2 separate regions of the Sus scrofa genome follow, and region 1 is linked to region 2. The links are chromatin contacts, called in public HiChIP or PLAC-seq maps. All regions are on one chromosome and are shown on one strand. Each heading gives the region's core, a stretch centred on a gene start, on an enhancer-like site or on the middle of the called end of the contact. The rest is flanking DNA. Distances are from core to core; before and after follow the strand shown.

Region 1 (5,934 bases), core at 1,506-4,005, 68 kb before region 2:
AACCGTGGCCGTGGCCGTGACTCACCCCGGGAAAGAATGTCACAAAGCAGGGTGTCTTCCAGGCCCTCCTGCCCCTGCCTGAGAGGCAGACATTCCTGGAGACAAAGGCCCACGGAGGCTGCGGAGGGCCAACCCTGAGCTCTCTACCTGCGAAGAGCCCAGGATGTAGGTCAGCCAGAGGGAAGGGTGGGAGGCTGTCCCCAGCAGAAGGAGAAGTGGCCAGAGCCCTGGCCTCCCCAGCCCTGGGTCCCCAGCAGGCTCAGAGGGGCCAGTATCAGTGAAGCGCCTTGCTGTCCACTCTGCCATCTAAGGCGACTGATGTGGTTCTGTGAAAGCCGAAGGGCCTGTCTAGAAGGCCCTGTGCTCCCTACTCCAGGGGAGCCTAGAGAAGAAGGCAAAGCCGCTGCTCTGCTCTTAAATATGCTGAGATCATCTCTGCCCCAGGACCTTCGCACGTGCTGCTCCCTTCAGCTCAGTAGGCGTAGCCCTGGTCCCCCCACGCTTCATACGGCTGCATCTTCGCTGTTATTTGGATCTCAGTTCACGTGGGACTTCCTCAAAGATGTGAAAAGTAAACCACATCTGAGCCCTCCAGCCTGTTAATCTTTATTTTCTTTGAAGTACTTATCACTCTTTCTGGAAGCGATTTTTAGAATTCCCATTTTTTGTTTTCTGTCACCTCTCCCACCCCAATCACCCCCAGAAAGCGAGTTCTATGGGCACCGGTAGGTTTGCTCCCTCCCGAATCCCCGATACCTTCAGTTTGGTCAGACACGTTCGACTCCCAATGCCCATTTGTCAGATGCTGAAGGGACTGTGATCTTATGAAAACTGCTCTTGACTAAGGGCTCTTAATAATATGATTTGCTTCTACCACAATTTCCTTTTTATTTCTTTTTTTTTTTTTCTGCAGCACATGGACATTCCCAGGTTAGGGGTCAAATCAGAGCTGCAGTCGCCAGCCTACACCACAGCCACAGCAACGTGGGATTTGAGACACAGCTGTGACCTACACTGCAGCTGCAGCCATACTGGATCCTTACCCCACTAAGTGAGGCCGGGGATCAAACCTGCATCCTCATGGATACGAGTCGGGTTCTGAAACCACTGAGCCACAACGGGAACTCCTTCACCACAATTTTGAATGAAAAAAAGTCAAAGCATAGTGCTATGTACTCAGTGCGACCTCAGCGACGTTCAGGGTGTGTGTTTGTGTGAGAGTCCAGCAGTTTCTAGGTTTCAGAAATGACCTCGGAGTTGGGATGAGACATTTCTTCTGCTTCTTTATACCTCATTGTGATTTAGATTTATCTCTCCATAAATAATAACTTCTCAATGAAAAGCAAAAGTTGAAAGGGGTCACTTTCCCACGAAGGGAAAACCGCTGTGTTGCTACCTTGTTGGTAAACGTCCCAGTGCCCACTGATACCCCAGTCCTGCATCGCCGCCTCTAACGGGACCCTTTAGGGGACTGAAGATGGTCTGCCCCGCAAGGCACTTCCCGAATTCGCGGCGAAGGTAGCTGATGGCCAGTGCAGCCTTTCCCTGTAACTAGCTGTGTGCCTGTGGTCAGTTCTGGCCCTTTTAGTCCTCATGCATTTCACCCAGAAGCGAGGGGTTTGAACCGAATGAGCTCACACACCTCTTCCAGTGACCATCTAGTGGCCATGCATGGGTTAATGAAAAGCCCTTGGAGAAGCTCCCGGTGGAAGGATCAGGGCAGAGCCCGCCTGCACCCGGTTCCCCTAATCCAGGGTCTCCTGGGACCTGGGGGTCTGATGGGGCGCCCTTAAATCCATGACAACACATACGGAAGAATTATCTAAGGGCACTTTCCTGGAGTTGGGGGTCCACGGCTCTCATCTTATTTGAAAGGGGGGCTGGTTCTCAAATCATCGGCATTGGAGCCCCAGCAAGCGCTTTCCAGAGGAGTCTGGTTAACCAGTGTCCAAGGTCAGTCACTGTTTGCCTGAGAGCAAGCCAGGACAAGCCCCGCCCCCATGGACTTGGATCTTTCCGGAGCAGGTGTCCGCGCGAGGGCGGGGGGCGGCGCCAAGTCCCCAGAAGGCCCGGCTCTGCCCGAGGGGCCCGCTCCACCTCCGGGCGCTCTGCCAGCTAGAGCCGCACAGCCCGAGGCGTCTGAGAGCACAGCTTCGGTTTGAGGGGTGTCTGAGGACCTGAGTCCGGCCCCCGCGCCGGGCCAGCCCACCACCCGGCAGCCCCGGGGTCTCCCCTCCTCCCCGTCCCGCCCCTCGCGGTCCCTCGGCAGCCCCGTGGCTGCTGTCATCCTCCTTCGGGCTGCCCTGAAATGGGAAGAGGGACTTGCGGTCGCCTCCCCGCCAGAACGCAGGCTCCAGGAAGGCAGGAGCCTGTCCCCCTGTCTCCTCAGGGCACACCACGCGCCTTGGCTGAAGCCACCCTAGTGGACCCTGTAGGCGGCCACCCAGATGCTTCTCGGCCTGAAGCCGGCTCCACGAGCAGCACTGGTCCTTGCCGGCTCCGGGGTCATTTCCTCTCCGGGGAGAGGAAATCAAGGGCCTTACCTCAGCCCTCCTCCCCAGGAGAGTCCGCCTCCGAGGACTGATACCAACCCACTTCCCAGGAACCTCCACCCACTCGGGCTGCTCCTGGGAGTGGTCTGAGGAAGCAGCCCCTAACCTGAGGTTTCCACGTTGAACCACCCACTAGCCAGGTGCATTGAACCCCCATGATGGGAAGAGAGCCTGCAGAGGTAAGGGAGCATCCCCCCAGCGCTGTGGAGGCCTGGGAGTCCAGCAGGGGGCACTCTCTCTAGCATTTGAAAGGACTGGGATCAGTGGGCGGTTGTGGGGTGGCCAGGCCAGCAGATAAACACAACAAAGGCCAAGGGTGGACGTCAGAGGACCTCCTTGGAAGATCATAAGCAAACCCTTGTCTCTTGCAGCCAAAGATGGGAAAGAGCTGAGGACAGGCCTGAAGTTATTTCTAAGGGCAGCGGGGCTCCAGAGAAGGTTTAATTCTCAGCTCCAGGAAGGCTACTGTGCCCAGATCAGACGCCCGGCTGAGCAGGACTGTAAGATCATAAAAGCACATCTAGACGTTCCCATCGTGGCGCAGCGGAAATGCATCCGACTAGCATCCATGAGGACGCAGTTTCAATCTGGCCTCACGCAGTGGGTTAAGGATCCGGTGTTGCCGTGAGCTGTGGTGTGGGTCACAGACGTGGCTCGGATCCTGCATTGCTGTGGCTGTGGTGTAGGCCGGCGGCTACAGCTCCGATTCGACCCCTAGCCCGGGAGGGAACCTCCACATGCCAAGCGTGCGGCCCTAAAAAGACAATAAATAAATAGATAGACAAAAGGACATCCAGATTGATGTGCTCCAATATCTGGAATCCCCAGAGTCCCCTGAGTCTTCTGGGCTTGCAGAAGCAGTCCACTCCTCCCTGGAAAAGGCGAGCCCTCCCCCTTTTCTCGAAGACAGGATGGAGGCCACTGCGGGGTAAGACAACACACATCTTTCTCAGGCTCCTCCCCAGTAGCCCCCTCCTGCCCCTGGACCAGTCGCTAGGGTCCGGTCACAACACAACCTGGCTGGGCCTTCGGGGCCACTAAGGGAGCAAGGAAGGAACTAGACCTCACGGGAGCCGCAGGGCGCAGCAGAGCCTGAGGCCCGCGTGTGGGCGTCCCTCCCGTCCTGCTGGAACAGAAAGTTGAATGGGGAAGAGCTGGTCAATTGGGAGGATTTTTGCAACACAGGTTTCATGACCCTGGCAAGGACCCAGGAAGACAGGCCTGGGAATGTCCACTGTCGGTAGCTGGAAGCCTGCACAAAGCTGTGGCCTTCACGAGGTGAGGGAAGACCAGCATCCCTGCGCGGGAGATGCGGGGAGAAGAGTAAGGGCTCAGGGAAGCAGGCCTGCGGGGCAGATATAGGACGATATAGTATACATGGGATACGTGTACTGTACATATGGTGTATATAGTAGCTGCAGTACATCTGTGTCCTCTGCCGGCCAGGGCTCGTGGGAGGAGATGCTGCCGTAAGTCTGGGCTCCCTGGTAACAGCGAGGGTGACAGGGTCTCAGGATAACAGAGGCCACGTCGAGGTGCTTCCTGCTCAGAAGCAAGGTAGATACACTTACCGTGACGCGTGGCCAGGCCGGGGTGTTAGCCAGGAGGACCTGACGTGTGGACAGCTGTGAACATGGTCCCTAGAACACGGGGTCCTCGAGGCCGGATGGACGGGCTGCGCCAACAAGGTGTGTGCAACCAAAGAACTCACAGATGTTCTGGAGGGTGAGAGCACCTGTCCCGGTAAAAGGCCAGCATCCCTTGCCAGCTTTTCTGACCCCGGACCCCAGTGGCTGAAGGAAAGCCCAGATTCCCCACATCAGTGCCATTGTGTGTGGCCATAATCCCTCCCAGTCCTTCTCCAAAGGGACCTAAGGTCCCTCATCCAGGTCACCCTCCGCTGGGGGAGGACATACACAACCACTTCCAGGAGCACGGGGCACAGGGTCCTGGGGACCTGAGGTACCATCAGGGCCCTTATTAGAGTGAGGGTGCTCAGGGTTGGGTGGTGAATAGAGTCCTGGCCAAGGTTTGTTTAGGTTAGGTCTAGGTTTGTTTAGACTTTGTTAGGTGCACTGAGTCCACGGACCCACCTGGTGGTTGTTTCCCAAGCCCTTGGGTATGTGTGGCAGGTGGAATAACCTCTGCGTGGGGCACGTTCTGGGCCTGTGGAATAAGAGCTATAGAGTAGGGAAGCCCCCAACGCTGCCCCGCCCCAACCCTGGCCAAGATGGTCAACTGAAAACAGCACTGTACACTGCTGAGAATGCCAGTGGTTTTAAGAATGAGGTAGAGAAGATGGGGAACATACACAGTGGAATATTACTCAGCCGTAAAAAAGAACGAACTCATGCCTTTGGCAGCAACGCAGATGGACCTAGAGATTATCACACAAAGTGATGTAAGCCAGGCAAAGACAAATGCCATATGATATCACTTGTATGTGGAATCTGAAAAAAAGGATACAAAGACATTTATTTACAAAACATAGACTTATAGAAAGCAAACTTATGGTTACCAAAAGGGAAAGGGAGGGAAGGATAAATTAGGGGTTTGGGATTGACAGATCTGCACTATCTGCATATCTGCATATATTTTATATATAACAGAGATATAACCAACAAGGACCTACTGCATAGCACGGGGAACTAGACTCAGCTCCTTATAATAACCTACAATGAAGAAGAATCTTTAAATGTATACATATATATATATATATATACAGAGAGAGAGCTGAATCGCGTGGCTGTATACCTGAAACAAACACAACACTGTAAACTATATTTTAAGAAAAAGTAAAGAATGAAAAAGAATGGGATATACCCCATTCCTAAAATGGATCGTTTCACCATCATATAGCCATTTAATTAATCATAGGAGTCTAATGCCTGTGAAATCAGATGAATCCTGCAAAACCCAAGCAGGTAGTAGCCCCAGCTGTGGTGTCTTTGCTGGAGCAGGAAACACATTCTCAAGTCCATGGTCCACAGCCAATACATTCTTTTCCATCCTTACGAAAAAGGAGGACCAGCGGCAGTTTACATTCGTGTAGCGGAGACAAGGGGACGAATTGCCATCCATCTCGCCCCAGGGTCGTGTTAACCCTCGTCTCTCTGTCCTGACAGAGTCTGGACTCCCTGGGCGTTCTGCGTGATTCCCTGTTGCTCCAACACCTTGCGGATTTCATACTAATTAAACTGGATGAGCCAGAGGACAATGCACCAGGGGCTCTGGTGAGACACGTGCTGCAGAGGGCGGGAGAGAGCCTACGAAGGGCCGGGGGCCCGCTGCGTCCGTGTGTAGGAGTCCAGCGGTTCGGAGCCCAACACTCACCTCCTCCAAAGAAAAGACAGACCCTGCATTTTGCACGCCCCTCCACGAA
Region 2 (6,069 bases), core at 2,957-5,456:
GCGCTGCTATGGCTGTGGTGTAGGCTGGCAGCTACAGCTCCCATTAGACCCCTAGCCTGGGACTCTCCATATGCAGGGGGTGCGGCCCTAAAAAGACAAAAGACCAAAAAAAAAAAAAAAAAAAAGTGAGTAAGTCTAAGTGGCGATTGGGGGTGGGGAGGCTGGGCACACAAAGGCCAGGTCCCCAGTCTGCAAACTCCCTAAATGGCCATATATGGCTCTTTCACTGAACTTCTGCGTGCCCTCAGGGGCTCCTAACTGCATCTTTATTTCCCACATAACCCCAGAGCCGCCCCTCCCCTTTATTTCCAAACCAAAGGCAGTTTCTCCAAGCCTCGGGGCTGACTGCCACAAGGGGCCTGGACATCCATAGGCTGGCCACCGCCTTTGTTCCCTGGGAATTTATGGCCTGCCACTCCTGCCGTGAACTGGTCCCCCTGTGGACACGGCAGCCCTACCCAGCCTCTGCTGGCCTCTGCTTTTGGATGTGAGGGGATCAAAGAGCCCAAATGCTCAGGAAGTCTGTGCTCAAGCAACCTTTGAAGGTGGAATCAGTGCAAGGGACAAATGGCAGGAAGCGGTCTGCTGGGGAGGCCGTGCAAAGGAGGGAGAAAGGGCTTGGTGGCTTCCAGATGAAGTGCCCAGGCTTCTAGGAGGAAAAGGCCTAACAGCCCAGCCAGGGGGCCCACTAAGGAAACTGAGGCCGACTTCAAAGATGAGACCTTGGGCAACTTCTAGTCTAAGCAGGAAGGATTTTGCGGACTCACACAACCTGCCCTATTCCTCCACTTTTATTCCCCAAGGTACTTGGTCAGACGGAGGCACATCCCAGCACTTAATTTCTCCTGCCTTCAACTCCAGACAGTATTCCTCGATCCCTCACCCCATGTAGACAAGGCTTTTGAGACCCCTAGCCCTTCGTCGGCCTCCTCCCTTCCCCTGACAACTGTAACCTGTCCTTTTGTTTTTACAAAGTCAACGTTATAGTCTGCAACCATAATGAAGCCTTCCTTGCCTTTTCTAGATTGATTCTAAATGTCGAAGCCCTATGAAGAGCGTTACATCACTGGGACTGTGAAAGAATTGGCTCCTGGGCCAAGTAAGTGCTAAGACTACATTTCTCTTCTTGGGCGGCTTTTGGGTTTTCCCGGAGTTCCTATGGCCTTTCATTTTTTGCCTGCACCATTTGCCTTTATCGTTCATCCTCCACCTCCTACATTCAGCTCCCCATCCAATCAGGAAAAGACCACCTTTCCCAGAGGGCCTCCCTAGGGCCCTGAGCATCCTGTACCAATATGAACCTGCCTTTCAACACAGCATTCTAAAATACTTGTGTTCAAACAATATAATCAGTAATGGGAAGAGTATGGATCAGAATACAAGAAATATCACTGAAATTACTTTTCCATACCTGAGTTTCTCAAACTAGTGGAAACTTTTTTTTTTTTTGCCTCATCTGCAGCATGAGGAAGTTCCCAGGCCAGGGATCAAACCAAGCCACAGCAGTGACAATACCAGATGCTTAACCCACTAGACCACTAGGGAACTCCCAAAGTAGTGGAACTTTCATTGCAGTTCCTTGGGGGGTGAGGGGTGGGTGGCTCTCCTTCCCTGGGGTGATGTCTAAATGGTCCAGACAAGTCAAGTCACAGGCCAGCTATTGGCTCTCTCGGCATCTACCACCCAAGCCCCTCCTCATTCTGCCAGCCTCACCCAGGAGTACAGGGGGAAGGGCACTTGGGCCTCTGACCAGGCTGGGGAGGATGGGAGGAAGAGAGCCAAGCTTTGGGCTTTTGGGGGACACAGGACAACAGGGGGCGATTGAAAGAAAGGAGTGGGTTCATACCTGGGGGAGCAACGCAGCCCTAGGGACGTCTCGGGGCCCTGCACACAGAAGAGCAGAGACAGGGAGTTCCCGTCGTGGCTCAGCAGTAACAAACCCAACCAGTGTCCACGGGGACATGAGTTTGACCCTTTCCCTCACTCAGTGGGTTAAGGATCCGGTGTTGCTGTGAGCTGTGGTGTAGGTGCAGACGCGGCTCGGATCAGGCATTGCTGTGGCTGTGGTGGAGGCTGGCACCTGCAGCTCCAATTTGACCCTTAGCCTGGGAACCTCATATGCCACATGTGTGGCCCTAAAAGGCAAAAAAAAAAAAGAGAGAGAGAGAGAGAGGGAGGGAGGGAGAGAAAGGAAGAAAGAAAGAAAGAGAGAAAAGGAAAGAAAAGCAGAGACAGCCAGGTGAGAATTGGCAGAAAGGGCCCCCAGGTAGTTATGAGGTTAGTGAGGTGACTTCGAGAACCATCAGGCACCTGACCAAACTTGCCCTCCCTGTGGAGGTCCCTCTGGTGGGGAGTCTTAGGTGAAATAGTCACCTGAATAGCTGTCAGACCCATCTTCATGTATTTATTTATTTTATCTTTTTAGGGCCGCACCCATGGCATATGGAGATTCCCAGGCTAGAAGTCAAATTGGAGCTGTAACTCCCGGCCTGCCTGCGACCTACCCCACAGCTCAGGACAACACAGGATCCTTAACCCACAGAGCGAGGCCAGGAATCGAACCTGTGTCCTCACAGATATTAGTCAGATTCGTTTCCACCACACCACGACGGGAACTCCAGATCCATCTTCAGACCTCAAACCGACCTCTGTAACTACCTGGGAGCCCCTTCTGCCCGTTCTCACCTGGCTGTCTCTGCTCGACTTTTCCAGTCTGTGGCCTAGTCCTACCACCCAACCACACTTCAGTCTCTGGAGTTTTCTTTGCCCTGCTGCCTGCCGGCTTGGCTTGGGACATCTCACCTTCCCACCCACCCAGCGCTTCTGCTAGGCCAGGCTCCTGCTCAGGGAAAATAACGGGTCCCGGTGAGCACCTACCCCCACCAGGGACACTTATCCCCTGGAGGGGCGAAGAGCAGACCCTGACAATCCCAGGCCCGGGAGAGAAGCAGAGGACTGAGCAAGGGCAGGGCAGGTAGAGGGCTAGGGAAGCTGAGGCCTAGACAGGGAGGAAGGAGCCACCCAAGGGGGGCCCCAGCCTGTTCCAGGTGCAAGGATCCGTGTGTGCAAAGGCCTGGCGGCTAGAAGGCAAATTGGTATTCTGGCTCTGCTGGGGGGTGGTGAGACCCAGCAGCGGCCAGGCAGGGACCCACAGGGCGCGGCCCCACCCACCACGCACCCCACCCTCGGGGAAGCCGGGCCAGCAGATGGGCGGCCGGCCTGGGGGTGGCGGTCGTCTAGCGGCCACAGGCGCACCCACCGCCCGCGCCCGCTCGAGGGACAAAGCGGGCCGAGACAAAGGCGCGGCCAACACCTGTCGCTCTTGGCTGGGCCGCCGCTTTTCTCCGCTGAAGGGGCTGCAGCTGCCAACTGTCACAGGCATCAAGTTACGGCGACCAGACGGCAGCCTCGGCCAGCCCGGCGGGGCGGGACGGGGCGGGGGCAGAGGAGGGGGGAAGGGAGCCGAAGGGGGAAAAGAGGGGGACGAAGGGGACAAGAGTTGGGGATGGGGGCCAAGGCGAAGGAGCAGGAGTGGGGGACCAGGGAAAGACGTGCAGTGGGGTGAGGACCAGGGAAGGCTGGGAGGGGAGGGAGGGCGGGGGTCAGGGAAGGGGGTGCAGAGAGGGTAGGAACTAGGGAAGGGCGAGCTTGGGTTGGGGACCAGGGAAGGGTTGGCGGTGACAGGAACTAGAAAAGGTGGTCGGCAAGGGGCATCACCAGAGAAGGAGAGCCTAAAGATAGAGCAGTGCGGGCGGGGCCGGCGGAGGCCCCCCGAGCAGGCAGAAGATGGCAAAGCTTGAGTCCGCAAGAAACGCAAGGTGGCCTCGGGCCCGCTCCCACCCCTGCTGCCCTGGGGGCCCTCACCTCCCAGGAACTCCGCAGCCACCCCAGCCGGACCTGTAGACCTCTCTCCAGGTCGGTAGACGGCGGCCGGTGCGGTGGTGCCCTCATGGGATTCCTCTCCTGTTGCGCCTTCGGTCAACAAAGTCAAGCGTGAAGGAAAGAGTGAATGAATGATGGGTGGGTGAGCTCCGGCTCGCACACACAGCCCACCGGCGGACCTTGCTCAGGGTAGGAAGGCAACCTAGCGCACCTCGGGCTCCAGCGCCCCGGGTCGTCGCCCCCTCGGGTGCCCCTCAGCGCTGGGTTCGCCCAGAGGCGGGGCTGGGCTCCCCACCCCCACCGCGCCCGCAGGCCACGCCCTGCCAGCTGCCGCGCGACCCGGCGGCGGGGCCAGACAAAGCGCGCCTCTCTCATTGGCCCGGGCGGCCAATCGGTGCATTGAGATGCAAATAAGGCGCTATAAAATGGGCGGGCGCGACCGCCGGCGTAAGGACGCGGCGTCAGACGCGGGGAGGCCGGGAGGGCGGCTCCCGGCCGCTGAGCTGCGGGCAGCGCGGGGGGCTTCTAGCGCTCTCCGCGGTCTGGTCGGTGTGGGTGATGGCTCCGCTGCTGGCGCCCGGCCGGGACCGTGCGGGTCGGGAGGATGAGGACGGCTGCGAGGCGAGGGGGGACCGCAAGGTGCTGGCTGTAGCCGCGCGTGGGCGAGCGGGCGGGCGGGGAGCCGTGCAGCGCCGGGGCTCAGTTGCTCGCTTCCCGCAGGCCCGGAAGCCTCTGGTGGAGAAGAAGCGGCGCGCGCGGATCAACGAGAGCCTGCAGGAGCTGCGGCTGCTGCTGGCGGGCGCCGAGGTGAGACGGGCGGGCGCCCGAGGGCTGCGGGCGGGCGGGCGGGGGTCGCGGGCGGGCCGGGCCTCACCGCCCCTCCCCCACCGGGCGCTCCCGCCCGCGCAGGTGCAGGCCAAGCTGGAGAACGCAGAGGTGCTGGAGCTCACCGTGCGGCGCGTGCAGGGCGCGCTGCGGGGCCGGGCGCGCGGTGAGTGGCGGCAGGGCGCGTGGGCGGAGGCGGGGAGCGCGGTCGCCTGGCCTGCCCCTGCCCCGGACCCAGCCAGGGCTTCCCGGCCTGAGACGGGGTGCGCGCTCCCCACCTCTCCTGGGTGAGTCACCGTCCGGGTGGGCCGGGCCACGGCAGTGGCAGCTCACGGGGCCCGGCGCGGCTCTCTCCCCTTCCATCCTCGAACGTAGAGCGTGAGCAGTTGCAGGCGGAAGCAAGCGAGCGCTTCGCCGCCGGCTACATCCAGTGCATGCACGAGGTGCACACGTTCGTGTCCACGTGCCAGGCAATCGACGCCACCGTCGCCGCCGAGCTCCTGAACCACCTGCTGGAGTCCATGCCGCTGCGCGAGAGCAGCAGCTTCAGGGACCTGCTGGGGGACGCCCTGTCCGGGCCACCGGGAGTCCACGGGCGGAGCAACTGGCCAGTGGGAGGTCCCCTGGGGTCCCCACTGCCCAGCCCGCGGGGCTCCGGGGACGACCAGTCCTCTGACCTGGAGGAGGCCCCAGAGGCTGAACTGAGCCGGGCAACTGTTGAGGGGCCAGAGTTGGTGCCCGTAGCCCTGGGCAGTCTGACTGCTGCGCACATGGCCCATAGTGTCTGGAGACCTTGGTGACCAATGGCCAGTTTGGGGTCTGCAGGGTGGACCCTGCCTTCTCATGCTCTAGTCTCTCCTCCCTGGGGTCCAAGTGTGTCGGGGCAGGGTCCTGGGTCTCTTGGTTCTGCCACCCTCCTCCAGAGGATGGCTTGCCGTGAACAGCAGGGATAACCAGCCCAGCTAGGCCGCTAGCCCTGCTTCCTGAAGGAGTAATATTTATGGACCAGCCCCTGGTGGGTGCAGGGAGGGACCTACAGGCAGGAGGAAGGATCTTGCAGGGTCGCCAGGGCTCTCCGGGATTTCACCTGTCCCAGACTTCTCAGGCACTGTGTGGGTCTGGGGGCAAAGGTGACAGCAATGCTGAGCTGGGCACGGGTGTCCTGGCAGAAGGAGACCTCGGGCCCTGGCAGCCCTGGTCTGAGCAGAAGCTCAAACTTGCCATTCAGCCAGGACACAGGGAGGCATTCTGCAGCTTTGCCCAGAGCTGCCAGAGAGAAGCAAGGCTCCCTGTATGTCTTGCATTTAGCACACTTGAGTTCGTGTAGTAGGTTGCCAGCGTTTGTTCCAATTCTGTTAAATA

What was found. HiChIP or PLAC-seq counts read pairs in DNA pulled down with a chosen protein or histone mark.
Region 1: a contact with region 2 is called in an H3K27ac HiChIP or PLAC-seq map of skeletal muscle. The contact joins the enhancer-like site here to the promoter of HES6 in region 2. A contact is called at or near these places in 1 of 5 promoter capture datasets (fetal liver), 11 of 47 Hi-C or Micro-C datasets (alveolar macrophages, embryonic fibroblasts, fetal heart ventricle and 6 more) and 1 of 2 datasets of contacts at active chromatin or transcription factors (skeletal muscle).

Annotation. Positions count from the first base shown.
Region 1 is chr15:137,852,687-137,858,620 of Sscrofa11.1, reverse strand. No RefSeq gene overlaps it. Among named protein-coding and RNA genes, the nearest start is that of TRAF3IP1, 8.0 kb to the left of the region's middle. Within about 2 kb of position 2,755, at least 20 of the 83 cell types and tissues checked have an H3K27ac peak or open chromatin away from gene starts, as enhancers often do. A contact at or near this core is called in fetal liver, fetal skeletal muscle, liver and 1 more, where this site is marked.
Region 2 is chr15:137,785,826-137,791,894 of Sscrofa11.1, reverse strand. It overlaps HES6 (transcription cofactor HES-6), which reads left to right and starts at 4,206. Exons shown (of 4, transcript XM_003359692.4): 1 at 4,206-4,521; 2 at 4,603-4,689; 3 at 4,792-4,873; 4 at 5,083-6,069. The coding sequence starts at 4,441. The coding sequence ends at 5,507.